2 separate regions of the Mus musculus genome follow, and region 2 is linked to region 1. A link is a contact called in public Hi-C data. All regions are on one chromosome and are shown on one strand. Each heading gives the region's core, a stretch centred on a gene start, on an enhancer-like site or on the middle of the called end of the contact. The rest is flanking DNA. Distances are from core to core; before and after follow the strand shown.

The links. A called contact is a pair of places that touch in the nucleus more often than the background predicts.
Region 2: a Hi-C map of cerebellum shows a contact between it and region 1, with 4 times the contacts expected there. The contact joins two enhancer-like sites. A contact is called at or near these places in 2 of 15 datasets of contacts at CTCF or cohesin (large pre-B cells and pro-B cells), 3 of 484 Hi-C or Micro-C datasets (the N1E-115 cell line, cerebellum and nephron progenitors) and 2 of 9 other capture datasets (adipose tissue and embryonic stem cells).

The regions. Positions count from the first base shown.
Region 1 is chr14:122,335,515-122,340,865 of GRCm38.p6, reverse strand. The region is part of intron 2 of Clybl (citrate lyase beta like); the gene reads right to left. Among named protein-coding and RNA genes, the nearest start is that of Gm25464, 50 kb to the left of the region's middle. Within about 2 kb of position 1,990, at least 16 of the 459 cell types and tissues checked have an H3K27ac peak or open chromatin away from gene starts, as enhancers often do. A contact at or near this core is called in cerebellum, where this site is marked.
Region 2 is chr14:122,881,762-122,887,112 of GRCm38.p6, reverse strand. It overlaps Pcca (propionyl-Coenzyme A carboxylase, alpha polypeptide), which reads right to left. Exons shown (of 24, transcript NM_144844.2): 23 at 1-66. Among named protein-coding and RNA genes, the nearest start is that of Gm46488, 26 kb to the left of the region's middle. Within about 2 kb of position 3,167, at least 65 of the 459 cell types and tissues checked have an H3K27ac peak or open chromatin away from gene starts, as enhancers often do. A contact at or near this core is called in cerebellum, where this site is marked.

The DNA of each region.
Region 1 (5,351 bases), core at 741-3,240:
TTCTACATGGCAGGCACCATGTTGGTGTTGGATGGAGACCTGCTAATTGAATCCTCATACCTTCTATATATTAAAAGTCAGCAGCAGACGAGACAGACTGACTCCTCATCCCATCCCATCAGTCCCCAGTGCAGAACCGACTCTGAGTGGCCCCTTTTGATAGTGGTTTGCAGTCTGCTAACCAAAGCCAACACAAAGCGTTCCAGAAACGCAAAGTACTCAGTAATTTGACCTGGCCCCACAAGGTCAGTATCTTTAGCAAATCTAGAAGAAAAAAATTTATTTATTTATTTATTTATTTACTTACTTACTTACTTTGAGATAATATGACAAAAACATTTTGGTGCAGAATTTTAAGGCAGAAAAGACGCTGCCTCTATCACTCCTAACTGAGAAAGGCGAAACCACAGCACTTCTTCCTAGCAGGATGCAACTAGAATGGAACTAGAGAAGCAAAGGGACACACAGATGGCCCTGCGCTTAGAAAATACTCAGGGTCACAATCTGGACCATCTGCTAGGTGTTCAGGAAACAGAGCTGAGATGATTTTAGGATTCAATGTTACAGCTTTAGCGCTCACCAGGACCCTCCTCATCTCTCTGACCTGCAAGGCTGTCATCGTCCTCAGAAGTACCACCCCAATCAAGTGGCTTACATCACTTACCCTTTAACCATTCACAGCAGTTGTGCTGAGGACAGGGGAGGGGGGGTCCTCTTTTGAGTCACACCCCTGATCCCTCCTTGAATAGGTAGTTCATGGGACATGGCATCTGAAAGCCAGAAGTATGTGTAGCAATCACTCTTTTAAGACAAGACTTGCTCACAAATACTAGGCACAACAGTGTTCAACTTTAATCCCAGCATTTGGGAGGCAGAGGCAGGTGGGTCTAAGATTGAGGCCAGCTGGACACCCAAGTTCCAGGATACCCAAAACTATTCTGAGGAACATGCTATCACTGGGCTTTATGCAAAGCCACAAGCTCAGGTCTTTTTTTTTTTTTTTTTTTTTTAACAACATAGTATTTCCAACTAAAATCTGTACTTAAAACCACAAGAAAAGTGAATTTCTACAATTCTGTAACCCCAAACCTCTACATGTTGTCTATGAATTATTACAGTGCAAAGGGCTCTCTCTGGTCATCTGTGGCTTCTCTAATAGACATAAGTTCTCCTCAAACCCATAACAACACAACAGCAAATCCTGGGGCTTCGGAAGCCATAATGGTATGGACTTTCACATGGTATCTGGAATCGCTTTCATGCCTTCCCTCCCCAAAATGCAGGACTGATCATATCACACGGTCGGGGACACAAGCTTTGGCTTGAGTTTCCTGGTCAGCTGTTAAACCCACTACATACGTTTTGGTTTTCAGAGTGACTGGAATTAGGAATAGAAAGTGGAGTATAATTGGAGAGTGGACTCACACCACTCTCTCTTTCCCAGAGGTTTGAAAGACCCATCGGTCAGTAGGACACCACCACCTTGTCACTAAAAAGGTGATTCTCCTCTAGAGTCATCTCGTGGCACTTCTGTTTCTCTGAAGGCTTCAGTGAGGCCTGTGGCCTCTCAGATATATCCCAGATAACAAAATGTAACAGCCCCTTGGAGACCTGGGTCTGGAGCTGAGGGCCTGTCTTTTCCATGGATGTTTAAAAAACAGCTCTGACTGGACCCCAAGGGGCAGCCTGCTTCAAAGGGCAGCTGGAAGGCCATGTGGGGATGGAGCATGGCACCTGTGCCCAGGGCTATCAGGCCTATCTTGAAAACAGAATGGAGAGCTTGTGCCCTGGGTTCCCAACAGGCAGCTAATTTCGCCTGCCATTTCTAGTCTTCCTCTGGCTCCAATTGCTTCTCGGCTTCCTCTTTTGCCTCAGATGGGCAGGTTTCCAGAGCTGTCAGATTTTCTTCTGCCCAAGTTAACAGGGACATTGATTTTGGAGGAAGGCAGGCCCTTCCTCCCACCCTCGTCCTTGCCCAGCTCCTGGCTGGATCTCGCCAACACTGTGGTATTGTCTGGTTTTATTAGTACTGCCTGGCTGAGGCCTCCCTTCCCAGGTGGCCCTGGTGGCTCTGGCTTCCTCTACTTGGCATGTTGACATGCATTTTTGGTCTCCCAGGGAGAGACTGCTTACCTGGATAATGGGCACTTGACCCTCTAGTTCCCAAAGTGGACTTGTGTACCGCAGCAGGACTTGCATCTGTTTTCACGACGATCGCCAGGAGGGAGTCATAGCAATGTGACCTTGCTCGGATGGCTCTGAGATTGATGGAAATTGGGTCACTTTAGGGGTTCTAATGGCTCTCAATGTGGGGATCCTAGAGGTCCTACTGTATTCATGGAGGACAATGTGTCCCTTCCAGAGTTGAAGCATGGCTCTTCCGAACTTTTTCATTGGGCATAGAATTGTGGGTGTCTGTTTCTCTGAAGAACTTGCCCATGAAGACAGGAAGTAGAAATTTACAGAGGATACTATAAAGGCCTTCAAAGGAAAAAAAAATGTTGCCCACAGCAGACATAGAGAAGTAGATTTGGAGGAAAGAGAGGAAGTTTTCCTTGTGTGGCACACATCACCCTTTCCCCGCCTCTTTCCTTTCTGACCATAGTGACAGTCTGCACATGGCTCGCCTGTCCACTCTTGGCCAACTCTAACCTGCCTTTAATATGGCTTTTTTTTTGGGGGGGGGGGGAGACAGTTTTGCTATGTAGCAAACACTGACCTGAAACTCCCAGCCCCTCTTGTTCCCAAATGCAGAGATCACAAGTGTGTACAATGAACATTACGCTTGGTTCAGAATGGTATTTTTATGCTATGTAAGTCTGCTACTCTGCACCATCTTAGAATACATCCAAAAGCCCTTATTATGTGGCTCTCAGCTCTACTCTCCCAGCTCCTGCCTTCCTCCTGTGTCTCTGATGTCCCTGAGCACACATCTTTCTAAAGCTCTTCTCAGCCCCTGGGCCTTCGAATCTCCCTCCCATCCCTCTAGAACCCATCCCCCCCACTTCCCCCCAGACCTTTGCTCAATTGTCAGGTACACAGAATGATTTTCTAGCAGGAGTCCTGTTTTCTGTCTTCGTTGCGTTTCGCACTGTGTGTTCTCATCACTATTATAAACTGACTACTGCGTGTACATCTGGGTGCACAACTGGCTCAGCGTCTATTGCACCAGCCATGAGATCTTCAAGAGGGGGTCCAACACTTAGGTTGCTTACACCCCAGATAACTGCAGTGACAGCCGCTTGTTGCCACGTGGTGGCTGTTCAATCCTTATTTGATGACTCATAGAGCAGAACGGCTGTCTACCTACCTGGTGTGCCTTTCCTAACAGTGTTACTTCTGTGCAGCGAGGCCGTTACTCCAGCATAGAACAGACAGTGTCACTTGCCAGGAAGACCTGGAATGTCCTTGAGAAACCTGAACTTACATGTCTGGATGACTAGGACAAGGGCCCCACTTCCTGAAGCCAAGTTGGCTTGGTGGCTTCATCTGGCCTCACATTTTCTCCCCCAAAGCTCTTGTGTGATGGCATGGCAGACTGGCATGTCTTCCCTGACTTCTCATGTTGGCCAAGATAAATGTGCCACATTGGTGATAATGTCAGTAAACTCTGAGGCTGCCAAGGAGTGTGGCAAGTGAGGGCCAAGAGGAAACCAGGGCGCAAACACTCAAGCCCTGGAAATTGTCTCATTAAGAGAGGTGCCAGCCGCCACACCCTGGATGGAAGGGGCATAATTGCTGGAAACAGCTAATCACTAACAGCCCAGCAGCTCCGGGCCTACAATCCTTTTCTTCACTTCAGGATCTGTGCCCCACCCCCTTCCTCCAGAGGGGAAAAGGTGCCAAAAAAGGAAGCCAGGCATGATGACATGGCTCCTGCCTCATACACGGGGAATTCCTTCCCTTGGGCTTTCCCAAGATGTGTTGGGAAGCATCTCTTTAGTGCTAAGCTTGAAATTCCAATGCGTCTCTCCAAGCAAAGTTCTCTGAACCCCAGAGAAGTGATCTGATCCCAGCTTGGTAGACAACGGTTTTCTGAGTGACACTGGCCTTTCCCAAGAGGGTGCTTCAAAAAGTAACCCTTGCCTTTCTAGAGCAGTTATATGTGAAGACATAAACTAAACATCTCTTGGGAAAACTCTACTGAGTAAGTGGCCTACAAAATAAACAAAGTAAAGGCCTTCATAGATTTGTTGGTTTGGGGTGTTTGTTTTGTTTTTTGGTTGGTTGTTTTCTTTGAGGTTTTTTGTTTTGTTTTGTTTTTGTTTACCTGTACTGGGGCTTCCTACATGCTAGACAAACTGTTCTACCACTGAGCCACTTCCTCACCCATTTCATTGTTAAATTACATTTATTACAATGTTATTTGTTACAATGTTACTTATTACAATGTTAATTTATTACATGTTATATTTTAGTGATAATTCACTAAAATAAGCGACTAGCTCCATCAAGTAAATGCTCAAATATCAAAACAGAAAACCATCACAGTTCTCCAGGAGAATACACCTGTTCAAAGTCACAAGCATGGGGATGGGAGACAGCTCAGTGGTTACAGTGATTGCCATGAAACAATGAGCCCATACTGAAGCTCATATCCCCAGAGCGCACATAAAATGCCAACTGGGCATGGTGGCCACCTATCACTCCAGATTTTGAAAGATGAAAACAGGAATCCCTGGAACAAACTGGTGAGCTAGACTAGCATTATTGGGGTGGTCAGGGTTCTGACCTTCAAAGTCAAAAGTGCTAAGTCATGTGGAGACATTGGTATGTCACAATCTCCAAAAAAGGTAGGTTCTCATGATTCCCTTTTTTGTATGGGGGTGTGTGCATATGTGTGCCTCTCTTTGCATAAGTGCATACCTATGTATGTGCAAGCAGAGGCCTCTTTCATTAAACATGAAGTCCACCACTTATAGTAGACTAGCTGGGCAGCCATCTCCCAGAATCCACCTGTCTTCATCCCCCAGTACTGGGGTTGCAGGCATGGGAGGCCATGCATGGCTTTTTTTTTTTTTTTACTATGAACTTGACCTCAGGTTCTCATGCTTATGCAGCAAACACTATTACCCACTGAGCCATCTCCCAAGCCCTATAGACTCCTTCTGTAAATACTTTGACAATATATAACAAAAGCCATAAATGGGGCTAGAAAACGGCTCAGTGGTTAAGAGCACTTACTGTTCTTATGGAGGACCCAAATTCAGTTCTCAGCAGCCATATCTGGTAGCTCCAGGGGATATTACACCCTCTTCTGGCTTCCATAGGTACCCCTACACACATGTGGCATACATTCTCTCACACACACACAGGAATAAAAATAAGAAAAAAATTTAAAGCTATAAAAA
Region 2 (5,351 bases), core at 1,918-4,417, 550 kb before region 1:
CCCAGCTGTCATACTGTTCTGCATTTTCATAGCTTCAATCACACAGATTTCCTGACCTTCTGCTACCTGGAAAATAGGTTAACAGTAGATGTTTTAAGAACATTCTAATTTAATAGTAACATCCAAGAGTGAAGTCATTAAGTTCTTTGTCAAATGTGCTGGTTGGTCATGGAAACAGCAGCGACCTCTGAGAGCTTCCACTCCAGTGCATCTGAGGAGCCAGCAGAGAAAAGCCATTCACTCTGTTGCCAGGTTCTCAACAGAAAAGTCTGTATTAGAAGATCACAGAGTAGTGTATGGGGCCTCTCCTGGGCCCTAGGAGTCGGCGAGGTGATACAAAGCCAATGCTTCTGTGTCTCTATCATATCCTCAACAGGTAGACAGACAGACAGATACCTAAGGACCAAAGGACTCAGTGGCGCTTGTTGGTTTTCAGTGCAAGGGACATGTCTACCTTTATCTTGGAAGCATCAGAGCCAAATCTGTAAGACCTGAAAGTGCTAACTGGGAAAGTGACTTCTGAGAGTAACTTCCTACACAGGAATGGCTTCTCCAGCCATACCCAGTCCTTACAGAAGGCCTGAGTGTTCCACAGGTACCTGCTCAAGCCTATGTTCTGATGCTTGCCTTGCCTCTGGCTGTGGGAGAGATCCAGGCTGAGCAGGTACATACCCACAGGGTTAATCTGGAACTTCCACCCTGGAGTCATCCTGGGACTAAAAGCCACACTACTTTTTCTTTCTCTGGCCTCAAGGGTTAAGCACCAAGGAGCTGGGCCAGGATTTCTTTCTCTGTTTTGTGGGAAAAGGTCTCTTACTCTATGAAGTGGTAGGCTGATGGCTCCATGGGGCACTGCTGGTATGGTGGCCGGGGCTCCTGGACAGTCGCATTACTGTGGCTGTGCTGGCCAATGCCACAGAAGGGCCTGGAGAATGTTCTTTCCTGCCATCCCCAAATGATCTCCAAGTCCCCTCCCGGCTCCCTGTGTGGCACAAGCTGTCTTGCTGGCAGTGTGAGTACTGCAGCCCTGTGCATTCTTTCCTCTGCTGTTCAGGTGGTGGGCTGTGTTTTCCTGGCACGGGAATATAGGAAGAGAGGAGATGCCAAGGCTTCTGGTTCTGGCACGGAGGAGAGGCACTGCTGACAAGCAGGCTTGGAGCTCAGTGCTCACGGCCGCTCTTGACTCATTTCACCTGGCATCTGCAGTAAAGGCACAGAGAAGAGACACCTCAAAAGGACTGTTCTTCAAACTGTGGGACAGGAAAGAGCAGTGCCAAGATGATGCACATGCCTTGGCCGGAGGTGTCAGAACTGTTATTCCTTCATGCCATCATATTAGAGCCACTTCTTTCTCTTCAAATGCCAGGAGAAGGGCAGGTGTTATTCAGAGCTTATTCAGCAGCCAAGCTAAAATGTCCCTGACCCTGACCTGCAGGCAACACCACAGGTGGCTCCTTAGGACACCTTGAAAATTAGGAATCAAATGTCTACCTCTGGACCCTGGTCACTATTTCCTGTCAGATGGACACGTCCTCATAATGGGTATTTATGTGGTAGCCTTCTACACACCCACCTAGCCCGCCTCCCTTTGGATACTTGAGAGTTGGGGTTGGCTCTGAGTTCCCCTCACCTCAGGCCATCAGCTTCCTTGTGGATGGGCTCACTGCCCTCTGTCAGCAGCTGTGTCTCCTGTCGTTGCTCATCTCTTATCACACGGCTTAAGACCTACTGGGCAGTCTGAGGAGCCCCCTAACCCTTCCTCAACATACACACATACAAGTGTCCTTACAATCCTCTGTTAGAAGCTTAGTGGTTTCCAGTGGTGCCTAGGGGCCAACACTACCCATGGTGAACACTAAGGGACAGCTTCAACAGGCCACTACCTCCTAGGCCCTACTAGAGCCTGAGGGCAGAAAAACGTGAGCCAATTTAGGGTACCTTGCCACCATGACCATCCTCCCTGGATGGTTCTGGATGCTTGTAACAGTGAGTGCAAACACTGGGTCCCAAATTATTAATCCAATCCGAAACAAGACTCTCAAAGCTGACATAGCCTCTCCCCCCACTTCTGATTGCAAAGCTGGTAATTTGATGAAAAGCAAGCTTCTCCTGATGGGAAGGGAGTCTGTCTTTTGCCTGACTCAGCCCGTAACAACTCATAGGATTAAACCTGGGCCCTCCATCTGCCTTTCCCCCTCACTCCTCATGTACTTCCTAGCTCCCCTCACCGCCTTCTAGTCTCCTTCCATCATTTAACTATGAGCAGAAACCCATGACTTCCCCCTCTAGCTTGCTCTCTCTCCTTCCAACCATGTTTAGAGGAAATTTTCTTGAGGCAACTACAACAAAAATTTTCCTTTGTACCTTACAAAGCAGTGATATGTTTGCTCCAAGTGGATCATGCTACACACATGCATACAAAACCAAATAAGAAAGAGGTATGCAGAAAGGCTTGGTCTAATTTTGACATAGTTCATCTCTTGGAAATCAATGCAGTACAAGCTTATGGTTTTTGTTTTGTTTTGTTTTGTTTTTGTTTTTTAATCTCTGGGCAGGCTCTAGTTCCCACTAAGAGGCATTTGGGGGCTTAGCTCCTGTCTGCTGGAGCTTTCCTGCCTGTGGTGTCTGCACCTGCAGAACATGTAGCACTCACCCACTACAGCAACTTCTGGACTGCTGGCAGGCCCAGGAAGCCTGAGAGCAGCTGCCCTATCCCAGTGCCCATGGCAGAGCCAGCCCTGTAGCATGGCTGCACACAGACTTCTCTAACATTTGTGAATCATTGGATAAAGACTCACTGATTGTGACAGGATGTATCCAGAATTGGGCTTACTAAATGGTCACAAGCCTTACAAGTCTGTCTGATAAACGCAGTCGGCCTGATGTGCTTCTCTGCTGTCTAATTGGTGCAAAGTTTGGAGACCTGAATCCTATGTCTTTTCATCCGGCTTATTGCATCCTCTTCTCTGACACAGGGTCAAGGTTCACATTCGAATCAGATTATTAGAGCAGCCCTCATTAAGTGGGAGCTAGGCTTGCCCCAAACGAGTAAGCTTGTGAGAGAACTCGGCCCATTTACTCAGCAGATTTTCACATGTTTACGGGCCTGAATGTCACCCAGCATCGCTCTGTGCTGAGGAGTTTCAGACATCTCCAGCTGATGACTAATTGTGAGTGATGGGAAATGAAACCCAGCGAAGCCAGCTGCTTGCCATGGTCGGCAAAATGACTCTAATGGAGAGAGGCTGCCAATTTTCCAGTTTTACTGGCAAGTCTTCCAAGTGTAATTAAGGGAAGTTATAAATGATATGGAAATCTATCAAGTTCCATTTATTTTCAGAGGACTCCTTTCCCAGGGGACTTTTATCTTGAAGCTTATAGTATGCTTTGTTGTGCTAATGATTTAAGCCACATCTTGGTTCTGATTAAAGCCCCCAATCTCCTTCTACCAAGGCCCCTTCACTCCTTCCACAAAGATTAAAAGATACAGAACATTCTCCAGCACATGCCCCTCTCAGAAAACATGCTCTGACTGGGACCCGCATGGCACTGTGTATCGCTCAAACTGCAAACTGCCATTGCCCCTAAGAAAGCTCAAAGAAAAGTGTAGGGTGGGGGAAGAGAAGGAGGGGGGGGTCTCTGCCAGACATAAAAGCAAGACCCTCAAAGTGGAGCTTCGAAAGCCATGCTTGAGACGAGACATTCATCAGAAGGTGCTGTCGCCCACTAATGTTATTTGATTTGGAATAAAAGCATGAAAATGATGGCGAAGGCCTAAAATTGAAGACGTAAAGGATGACTGCACAGTGCTCCATTTCTCAATTTCATCCTTCAGAGCCACAAAATGGGGGTGATACAGTGACTGGATGAGCTTTACAGTAACAGCTGTGGTCTTCCCACACAAGGGAGGCCCTTCTAATGGGCTGAGGTCTGTCTGCAACAGACGGGGAGGAACAAAACAAGGATTCCTATTAAGAGTGCACAGTCATATTTCTGATGGAGAGAATCATTCTGGGAGTAGGGTTTCCTTTACATCGGTGCATACCCTCTTTTGTCATCCAAACCCAGGGCTGTGTGAAGGGTGCTACTGCTTAAAATACAGGCCAGAGGATGCAAATGGCGTCGAGTTTGTGCTCCCCCTCCCCCTAGAAGCCTACTCTAGCAACTGTAAAGAATGTAGAGGAAACTGTGCCAGTGGCATATGGCTTTCTACTGTGCTAAACATTCATACAAAAGACAGGTTCATCAGTCATTGGAGTATCTGGATAAAAAATTAGCTCCTGATGGATGGTATTTTGAGCTTACCTGCTGCTAGTACATTACCAGAGAAACACCGGCTTAGAAACCCACATGACATTAGAAACTGCAGACCATGAAACACAACACATGCAGGAGCACATAATGCACGGCAGATTATACAAAATAATAAATAAGCTATTTAAACCCTCTGCCTAAAATTGGGCCCGCTGCAAGGAACCCCGGGTCACTTCTACGCAGGCCAATTAATGCACAGCATCTGCTGTATAGAAGCAGGGCACGAAGCACTTCCGAATGATTCCGGCAATTAAAAGAAAACTGTTTCCTGCCTGTTCAGACAGCAACTGTTTCCCTGCAAGAGTGAGCACCAAATCGGTGCACAGCTGAAAAATTCAGGCCCCTTTTGGGGAAGAGGCATGGAGGAGGGGAGGGGTGAACCTTTATGGAAAAGGAGCCTTCTTTTGTTGTTCTGTATTCTGTGTTTTCCTGCCAAGTGAGACAGAAGGCTCGGAGGGCTTATGGGCCCACTGCAGTCTCCCCTTCTGCTGTACTGGTCCCCTGAAAACTAGGGATCCACATCAACCCTCCTGACTGTACCCAAGTAAAAATCGCTCCATTTCATATCGAAAGGTTTGTCTCTTAGAACATAGTTATCTAACACGTTTTAAGTCTCTGAGATCTGAAGGAGGCGGCCTCCATTTGCTAAAAGGAATCTGATTATTCCTACTTCCTTTTCCTGAGGTACTAACACAGGCTGCTAAATATGCCCTGATCTTTCTTGGAGAAAGAATGTGTCTCATGGAAAACCCACAGGGAGATGGGACCCCAGGAGATTGCCCTATCTGAGCAAGGATGGGACTGACATCAAATTACAAAGAGGACAGGCAGTGGACAGAATGGCTGACCCCTCATCTGGAGGTACTCTGTCTGGCCCAGCACACTCAATCTGAAGGGTGACGGAGAGAAGAGACCACATGTTTAGCATGCCTGGGGGCTCTGAGATTCAAGCCTGTGGTATCTCTATGGTGTTGCCCTCGGCTCTGCCCTCAGACCCCCTAGAATTGTGCTGTGGGAGTTGAGGGTGCTCAGAAAGG